2 separate regions of the Sus scrofa genome follow, and region 2 is linked to region 1. A link is a contact called in public Hi-C data. All regions are on one chromosome and are shown on one strand. Each heading gives the region's core, a stretch centred on a gene start, on an enhancer-like site or on the middle of the called end of the contact. The rest is flanking DNA. Distances are from core to core; before and after follow the strand shown. Region 1 holds the start of PPCS (phosphopantothenate--cysteine ligase). Region 2 holds the start of FOXJ3 (forkhead box protein J3).

Region 1 (4,528 bases), core at 1,906-4,405:
CCAGTTCATAGATTTATTACCCATCCAGAACTTCATTTGTTCAACAAGCGATCACTGAGGGTCTGGAATGTGCAAGCACTAGATCTAGTAAAAGACACAGACATGAAACAAGTAAAACCAAAAATACGAAAGTGCAGAAAAAGAGAAGAAAAATGTGAGAGAGGAAAATGAGATAGGAGTCTTTAGGTTGGGTTTTCTGGAAAAAAAAAAATATATATATATATATAGATGAAACAACACTTCTGAGAACAGAAAGATAAAAGGGAGCTAGGAAGATTCACGATGGTTGGGAAAGTTCCCAGCAGAGGCAACAGGCTGGGCAAAGAAACTGAGGGAAATTGGAATGGAAGGCAAACTGGCAAATTAGAATGGAAGGAAAGCCTCTATAACCACATCCAGGAAAAGCGGGGGCACGAGTGTGAAATGAACGCAGAGAGGCAACCAGGGCTTTGTCGTTTGTGTGACGAATTCTGAATTGTATTCTACATGCAATGAAGAAAGAGCAATGGAAACACAGATGCTGCCCTCGTGGACATATAGCCTGGTGACGAAAACAGATCACTGAGCAACTGACTGCAGGCCCTGTGGAAAATGTTCGCATAGGAGACACAGCGAGTGCTGCGAGGGACACGCGATTCAGGAGTATGTTCACTCACCCCTGGGACCACGGCAACCACGGGGTTGCACAGCCTTCAGAGCCTACCTCCCAGTCGAGCCTCACACTGCGACCCGTCATCTTTCCGTCACACAAACGAAAGCAGGTGAAAACCATCCGTCGTGACCAGAGGAAAAATTCCAAACTCCTTGATCTCATACCACTGTTTGGCCCTAAACTTTATCTTCTTGGTTTAAACTCTCACTAGCACCTATCACAAGGGTTTTTAAACTTTTTTTTTTACTCAACCTATAGTAGGAAAATACATTTCACCAGTACAAGTACATATATCCACATAAAACACTAAAACACTCCAGAAAGAGGAGTTCCCTTTGTGGCTCAGTGGTTAATGAACCCAACTAGGATCCATGAGGTTGCAGGTTCCATCCTTGGCCTAGCTGGTGGGTTAAGGATCCAGCATTGCCATGAGCTGCGGTGTAGGTTGCAGATGCGACTCAGCTTTGGCATTGCTATGGCTGTGGTGTAAGCCGGCAGCTGCAGCTCCTATTCAACCCCTAGCCTGGGAACTTCCATATGCAGCGAGTGTTGATCTAAAAAGTAAAAAGCAAAAAAAAAAAAGTTTCAGGAAGCGATTCAAGTAGGATTACTCCGAGACTTTCTATTTTATTCATTTTTTTTTTTGCTTAAGATGCTGGTTGTGATTTTCTTCATGACCAGCTAACTGCAGTCTGAAAATCAGTGACTGCTCCCTCCGCCATGGGGACACCTCTGAACAGTGTAGTCTATTCTTTCACCCTTTTCCCAAGCAGTCCTGGGGCCAGGGCGCCCTACCCTTCCTTTTTTTTTTTTTTTTTTTTTGCTTTTTGCCATTTCTCGGGCTGCTCCCGAGGCATATGGAGGTTCCCAGGCCAGGGGTCGAATCAGAGCTGTAGCCACCAGCCTACGCCAGAGCCACAGCAACGGGGGTCGGAGCCGCGTCTGCAACCTACATCACAGCTCATGGCAACGCCAGGTCCTTAACCCACTGAGCAAGGCCAGGGATCGAACCTGCAACCTCATGGTTCCTAGTCGGATTGGTTAACCACCGAGCCACGACGGGAACTGCTACCCTTCCTTCTTCATTGTTTGTTCACCTAGCAATTTCCCCCTGACCTTTCAAGGCTCAGCAAGTGTTACTCCTTCAGAGAAACCTTTCTAGATACTGCCCCACCCCAGTCACCACGCTTCCATCCTCAGAGGTCCCAGGCAATAGTACTCCCTGAGTAACGGCAGGTAGGGTTGTATTACAGTGACTTTTTAAATACAAATTAGTAGGCTCTGGACTAGATTTCGGGACGTCAGCAGCCTGGCTGTTTTATCTTGGGTCTCACACGGGGTCCGATCTGAAGTAAAGGTCTGGAGATGTTTTGCTGAAAAAATGAAAACCGATCTCGTCTCGTACTACCCTCAGCACAGCACACATCTTGGCTGTGCACCAGCAAACTAGCTTGCTTTCTATTCCTCAAACACGGCGAAGTCTTCCCTCCCTCCGAGCCTCACTGTGCCCCTCACTCTTCCTCCAGCAGATCCTTCGCGGGCTTTTCTCCTTTATCTTCAGCTCCATAGTCTGTCTGCTCTAAACGAGGCCCATCACATTCCCTTCGTCTTCCTGGTATTTCTCACTCTGACATCGCCTTGTTTTCTGATTGCTGATGGACTTTGCCCTCTTCCTCGTCAGAACCTCAGATTTGGGAGGGGCGCGGTCTCCCGCGATCCCCCCGGTAACGTCGGCGCCGGGAGCAGCGCACGGCGCACAGCAGGTGCTCAACTAAACATCTGGGGACGAAGGAGGGAGTGGGAGAGGCGGCGGGCGCGCCCTCAGCTCTTAGGGACCGTCTCCAAGCCGCCTCGAGGGTTCCCTGGCGGACGCGGGGCTCCCAGGCCCACCCTGGCGACCGGGGGAGAGGGAGGGTGGAGGCGCCCCGGGCCCCGTCTCAGGGCCTACCAGTAATATGTGACTGTGCAGGCCCCGCACACCCGCTCGGCCGGGGCTTCGCACACCTCACAGCAGAGCCTGCGACCCTTGGGCACCGCCAGGGGGTAGATCACATCCATGCCGCGGCAGACGGCCGGCGTGCTCTCTAGGCCGGTTGCCCGGCAAGGACGCGCAGGACGCAGGTGTCACGTGAGCGACACGCCGCCGCCGGCGCGTTGCAGGGCCGAGCAGAGGGGCGTGGCCCGCGGAGCCCCGCGGGGTCGGGGAGAAAGCCAGCAGCTGCCCCTCTCCCCAAGGCCAGAGGTGAAGGGGCCGGACAGTCGCATTTGGCGGGGCCCGAGGCCAGGAGCGTCTGCACGGCGCCCGGGAAGGCTCAGACGGCCGGCTCCCCACCCCGGCTAGGACAGCACCGCGGCGGGCAGTGACCGCGCCGGCTGCCGGCCCAGCCCAGACCCCGCGGCGGCCTGGGGTCGGGGTCCCCGGCTGCGGGCCGTAGCCTGCACGCCCTTGCGGACGCGCAGAGCCGCAGCGCGCGCGCGCAGCGCACGGTGGCCACCGCCCCCACGCCATTGCGGCTGCGCGCGGCCCAGGTCCCGGGACAGGGGGCGTGGCGCCGGGGCCGCCGAGCTCGCGCAGGCGCGGGGCCGCCCGGGACCGATGGCGGCCGTGGACCTGGTGGCCGAGTTCCCCCAGCCCGCCGGTGCTACGCGCTGGGCGGAGGTTATGGCTCGCTTCGCCGCCGGGCTGGGCTCGCAGGGGCGGCGGGTGGTGTTGGTCACGTCCGGTGGCACCAAGGTCCCCCTGGAAGCCCGGCCTGTGCGCTTCCTGGACAACTTCAGCAGCGGGCGGCGCGGGGCCACCTCCGCAGAGGCCTTTCTGGCCGCGGGCTACGGCGTCCTGTTCCTGTACCGCGCTCGCTCTGCCTTCCCCTTTGCCCACCGCTTCCCGCCCCAGACCTGGCTGTCGGCGTTGCGACCCTCTGGCCGAGCCCCTCCCGGCCTGCTGAGTCTGGAGGCGGAGGAGAAGTCGCTTCCGGGCTTCGCTGCGGCTCTGCGGAGCTACCAGGAGGCTGAGGCTGCCGGCACCTTCTTGGCCGTAGAGTTCACCACTTTGGCCGACTATTTGCATCTGCTGCAGGCTGCAGCCCAGGCGCTCAATCCGCTAGGTGCGTGCCTTTAGGAGTCTGTCCAATGCCCAGCGGCAGAGCCTTTTCCCCCCTAGACACGTATCCCCTGACCCCCTCATTACCCAGGGCTCTCACCGTGGGGGAGCCTGAGCTGAGAAGGACCTGGCCTCATACCCCTCTTCGATTTATTACCCCCTGTGCTTCTCTTTGCAGGCTCTTCTGCGATGTTTTACCTGGCTGCGGCCGTGTCCGATTTCTATGTTCCTGCCTCTGAAATGCCTAAACACAAGATCCAGTCGTCTGGGGGCCCGCTGCAGGTGATGGGCGCGTCTCTTCCGGAGATCTCATTCCCTATAACCAATCTCGGGTTAATTTCCTTTTGATCTGGAGATGGCCTTTGTGCATCCCATATGTGCTAGGCACTAGGGATACAGAGATGAATAAGACACCGCCCTCCCTAAAGGACCTCACAGTCTAGTGAGGTTGCTGGACACAGACATAATTACAGTACAGAGTCATAAATGCTCTGGTAGAGGTACGTACAAGTGGAGTCAGCATGGGGTGAGTGAAACTTGGGGGAAGTCAGGGCTTTCTGGAGGAGATGGCTTGAACGGGGTGTTAAAAGGTGCGTAGAGGGGGGACCCGATGAAGTAGAGAAGATCATTCCAGACAGAGTACACAATTGGGGTTTGGAGGTGGGCAGTGCATTGTGAAAGAAAGTTGTTCCCGAAGGCTCCGGAGTCAGGAGAGTGGTGGGGGTGGAGGGAGGACTGGAGAGACAGCTTACTTCATAGGAGGTTTTGTATTCCTT
Region 2 (4,573 bases), core at 1,747-4,246, 120 kb before region 1:
TCACTGAGTTCAAATTAATTTTTACTCAAAGATACATCTTCTTATATATTCTATACACTCTTTCACAGGACAGTATAATTTAAGGATTAAATGCTCAAGCTCAAAGGCAAGACTGCCTGGGTTCAAATCCTGGTTCTGAGGGATTTGAGGCAAGTTACTTAACCTCTGTGTAACTCAGTTTCTTCACGGGAATGATAAGACCTCACTATGAAGATTTTTATACATGCGTTAAATACATGCAAAGAGGTTAGAATAATATGCCTGGCATATAGTGCTATAACTGCTATTATTTTATTTCGATAATTTTATCCCATCATCTTCTCATTCCTAACATCCCCCAAGAGCCTTCTAGTCAGCCTCCCCGCTTCCAGTCACTCAAGTGATACAAAACCTTCCTCAGGGAACAATGCGCATCTCCTTAGAACCCACTGCAGTACCCTGGTCCCCCAGCCCTGTCTCCCTGACAAGGTTCTCCAGCAAGGCCCACCCACCAAGCCCAGACGCACTTACACTGTTATTCACTAACACCGTTTCCCTCTGCCAGTCACGCCGCATGGTGTCTTCGGTACATGGCCACCTCTATGTCTTTGCAAGTACCCCCCCCCCCACTCTCCTGGAAAACATCCCTTCTCCTCTGAAAAGTTCAATTTCTCCAAATCTTATTTATACCTTAGGCTTTAGCTGCACCGTTATCCCAACCCCGAGCTCGATGCTTCTTGGAACTATGAATGATGCACGTTGTGCGTTGTTTCCCCAAAAGAAGCTGAAACTTTTGAAGAGACCACATGTTTTATCCCTTGGGTCTCTTCGTGCAGACTACTTTACACAAAGCACAGTATTTTGCAGAAGTGCACAATGAAGACTGACTTAATAAATATGTCTCAGGATGTATGGGAACAACATTCTCCACTTTCCACTGCCCCACCCATACTTAGCATAGTGAGGGCAGATAAAATCTGTGTTTAAATATTTCTATTTTACACTGAGGGAGAATATACTAACAACTGTACCAGATAAAAGAAAAAATATATGAATATACCCTAAGAGAATGCGCATATGAAAAACAAAGAAAAAGTGAAATGCTGGCCACTTTGAAATCTAAACTTCAAAATATTAAGATTTTCATTTCACCCAAACGAACAAACCAAAAAGAGCCAAAATAAATACATCCCAACCCCACCCAAAAAATACCTAATAAAAGCATGAGAACATCCCCAGTATCTTCAGCAGCACCAAACCAAGACCGAGATTCACCTTAACTCCAAGAAAACAAAAAGAAAACAGAAATCTAAAAGACAAAAAACCTCAATCATCTCCAGCTGCCACCCAGACAGAAAAACGGGGAGGAGTTACTGCTTTTCTATAAATATTTGCTAAGGTCTAGGAAGAATAACAGGCTTCTCTCACTGCTCCTGTGGCCGGTTCCCTGTGAAGGGAGCAATCTATGGTCACCAAAGAGCAAAACACAGGAAGATGGACACCCTCACCTGGAAAAGACATTTAGGAAGTAAACTACTCAAAGCACGTTCCAAAGACCAAAAAGTGCGATCCTACTCAACAGAAAGAGTGAGAACGTGCAATAAACGAGCTCCCACGAAATAAGTGACTCTGGGAAACTATTTAGCGCTGCCGTGCAAGTAAAACGCTATGCATGTAACACATCTATGACACGCAGTTTGTTTCGCCGGCAAACTCAACAGGAGAAAATAAAGTAAATGTCAAGAGAAGACACTAAAGATGCCCACCAACCTCTACCCCCGCCCCCCAGCCAGCCCAACTCAGCGCACAGAGGAATCCAACTAGGAACAACAGAGACGTGGACTGCGCCACACAGAAAAGAAAAACCTTCGCCAACCTCACACACACAGTAGAATAGAGAAGTGAAAACTATACACCTCAGTGCATCAGCAGCTAGAGCTTGCTATTCGGTCTGCAGGAAAAAGACCAGGAGCAGCGAGAGGAGAAAAGACGTCCATGAAACCAAGACCCTACCAGCCCCCGTTTCAGAGGACAAGTCTTGCTGGTTCCAGCCGACCAAGAGTCCGCCGCAGCAAAGCACCCTGACCCTAGCACCTTCCACGCCGCGCCAAGGAACTCGCAGAGGAAAAACCACCCCACTTTCACCTCCCTCCTCGCCAGCTGCAAAAATGGAGGGGGGAGGGGGAGACACCCTACCACGTGGGCAGGATGCAACACACACAGGACAGCAACACGTCCGCACGGAACGGCTGCCTCTGCCCCAGTGCCGGCAAAGGACACGGCGACAGGATGGGTGGGAACGCAGGCCCCCCGCACGGGCCTCCTCACCCCGAAGGGCACCCCAGACACGCAAGGTGCTGGCCGCCTCGCCGCCCGAGAGCCACCCCGAAGCCTGAAGGAAAGAAGCTGCATCGCGCCGGGGGCAGCGACCAGCTCAGGCCACGGGCAGGTCACGGAGAGAAGCCGGCCACTGCCCGCGGGCGCGACGCCCCGGGAGCCCCGTCTGGCGCCCCCGGGCCCCGCCTGGGGGAGGGGCGGGAGGCGCGGCGCGGCCGCCGCTCGGCTGAGGGGCAGCAGCAGCTGAGAAGCGCCGCGGGGGAGGGAGGCACCCAGCCCTCGCCGCCCGCCAGGCCTCGGCCCGGGCCCGGGCCCCCCGCCCCGCCCGCCGCCCGCCCCGCGGCGCGGCCGCTGCTCGGAGAAGCCGGAGGGCGTCCCGCGGAGGGCAGCCCCTGCCTCCGTCCCGGGAGATGCCCCGGCCCCGCCTCCTCACCCGCCGCCCCGGCCCGGCCGCCCCGACGACCGGCGCTCACCTCAGGCTGCGCAGGCCGGGACGGCCCGGCCGAGCCCCCGGCCGCTGCGTGCGTCTCCCACGCCCGGGGAAGGTCCCAGCGGCCCCTGGAGCGAGCGGCCGAGGCCCGGAGCAGCGCCGAGAGCGGCGGCGGCGGCAGCGGGAGCAGCCAACATCCGGGGCCGCGCACCCGGAACTACTTCCCGACCCGCTCCCCCTCCCGCCCCCGCCGCCGCCCCCGCCTCCCGCGACGTCGCTGCGCCACCGGCGCGGCGTCGACGGCGTCACGGCCCTTCACGGTCAAGGCTACGGCGGCGCGCGCGGGATCCCTCCGCTGGGACAAGTAGTGCCCAGCGCGGTTGGGGCCCCGCCTCCGCGCAGCCCGTGTCATCCGGCGGCCGGCAGCTCCGGGTGGCTTGAGCTGTGCGCCCCAGCGTGGCGACCCGGGAGTGAGGGCGGCGGGGGCAGCTCCGAAGTGGAGGACGGCAGGGACCTCCGCCTCGGACCCTGTCCACGGAGTCCTGGGGCCCCGGGCCCGGAAGGACGGCGCCTTGACCTCCCCGCAAAGCCCCTCTACCGCGCCGTAGCGACAGGCCCCTTCGCCTCGCCGAGAGCCCGGCCCCCTAGTCCAGCTCGGCGCCCAGCGGACTCTGCGCGCCCCCACAGAGGCATCTTAGACCTTCAGGCCACCTCTCCTTCTAGAACGTCCCAAGTCCCGGTTCTAGACCCATCTCTGCCGAGGCCTCTCCCGTGCCTAGGCTTGGTTTCCTTCTCCTTAAAACAAGGCAGTTGGAACTCCAAAGGCCTTTCTGATTCTCAGGCAGCTGCCCAGGTTATGGTCCTTGCTATCAAAAGGTGGCGTCTTTAGCAGGGTAGTTGGGCGGCTTGTGAACTTTGGAATTTATTTCTACGTCCATCTTTACTAATTCTTTCTCTAAAGTATCAGCACTGCAAATCTGCCCTGTAATTTCACATTTAGTTACATTCAGAGCACCAAGCATGCTTTTGAACTCACAGTAGGTGCTCAATACTTGGAAACTCAGATAATCTGTTAGATGAATACTAGGTTGATTGAATGAGATGGAAAAGGGAGGCCCGACTGAATTGACTCCGGGAAGGTCCTCTGACGTAGTCCCATAGGGATCAGATAAAGACCTCTGGGAAAGAGCCGAGTACCCAATTGCTTCAGCAAACATTGAACACCTGCCATTTGCCAAGCATTTGTAGGCACCGGGGGTTCAGAGCACTCCTATGTTCTCATGGTACGTAGGACTCCAGCAAGACTCTGAAATTAAGAGATTCATTCACTCATTCATCCAACAAAGGTTTGCCAATCACTACTGAGGTTGTCAGACACTATTTTAGTGTTTGGGTTGGATCGGTGAATAGAAGCGGGGCATTGGTGGGAGGGAATATCCTTCTTATTGGAGCTGCCATCTAAGTATGGAAAGAAAGATGATAAATGTCACAGGAAACTAATCTGGTATGATGGGAAGCGTTTAGTGCCTTCCGGGAAAAAAAAGACCAAGGTAAGAGGTATGAGGAAAACTGGAGGAGGGAGCAGAGGGGGCAGGACCTTTTTTTTTTTTTTAACATCAACCATTTCTTTATCAATAAAATGTTTGTTTACTTCCTTTGAAGTACATGTTAAATGCTGGGGCTTCAGTGGAGAATAAGCCAAGGTTCTGACCTGATGGATGCCCCAACTAGTGGAGACCACATGCCCGGTGCTGTCACATGTCAGGTTCCTAAAACAGGACTCCTATGTTCCTTTTTGAAAAATTTTTTTTGAATTTTTTTTTTTGG

The links. Hi-C and Micro-C count contacts between places; a contact is called where the count stands out from the background.
Region 2: a Hi-C map of liver shows a contact between it and region 1, with 1.6 times the contacts expected there. The contact joins the promoter of FOXJ3 here to the promoter of PPCS in region 1. A contact is called at or near these places in 2 of 5 promoter capture datasets (fetal liver and liver), 9 of 47 Hi-C or Micro-C datasets (embryonic fibroblasts, fetal heart ventricle, fetal skeletal muscle and 3 more) and 1 of 2 datasets of contacts at active chromatin or transcription factors (alveolar macrophages).

The regions. Positions count from the first base shown.
Region 1 is chr6:168,875,458-168,879,985 of Sscrofa11.1, reverse strand. It overlaps PPCS (phosphopantothenate--cysteine ligase), which reads left to right and starts at 3,155. Exons shown (of 9, transcript XM_003128101.5): 1 at 3,155-3,756; 2 at 3,931-4,034. The coding sequence starts at 3,249. It overlaps ZMYND12 (zinc finger MYND domain-containing protein 12), which reads right to left and starts at 2,739. Exons shown (of 8, transcript XM_003128102.4): 1 at 2,601-2,739. The coding sequence starts at 2,710.
Region 2 is chr6:168,992,855-168,997,427 of Sscrofa11.1, reverse strand. It overlaps FOXJ3 (forkhead box protein J3), which reads right to left and starts at 2,996. Exons shown (of 13, transcript XM_021096929.1): 1 at 2,790-2,996.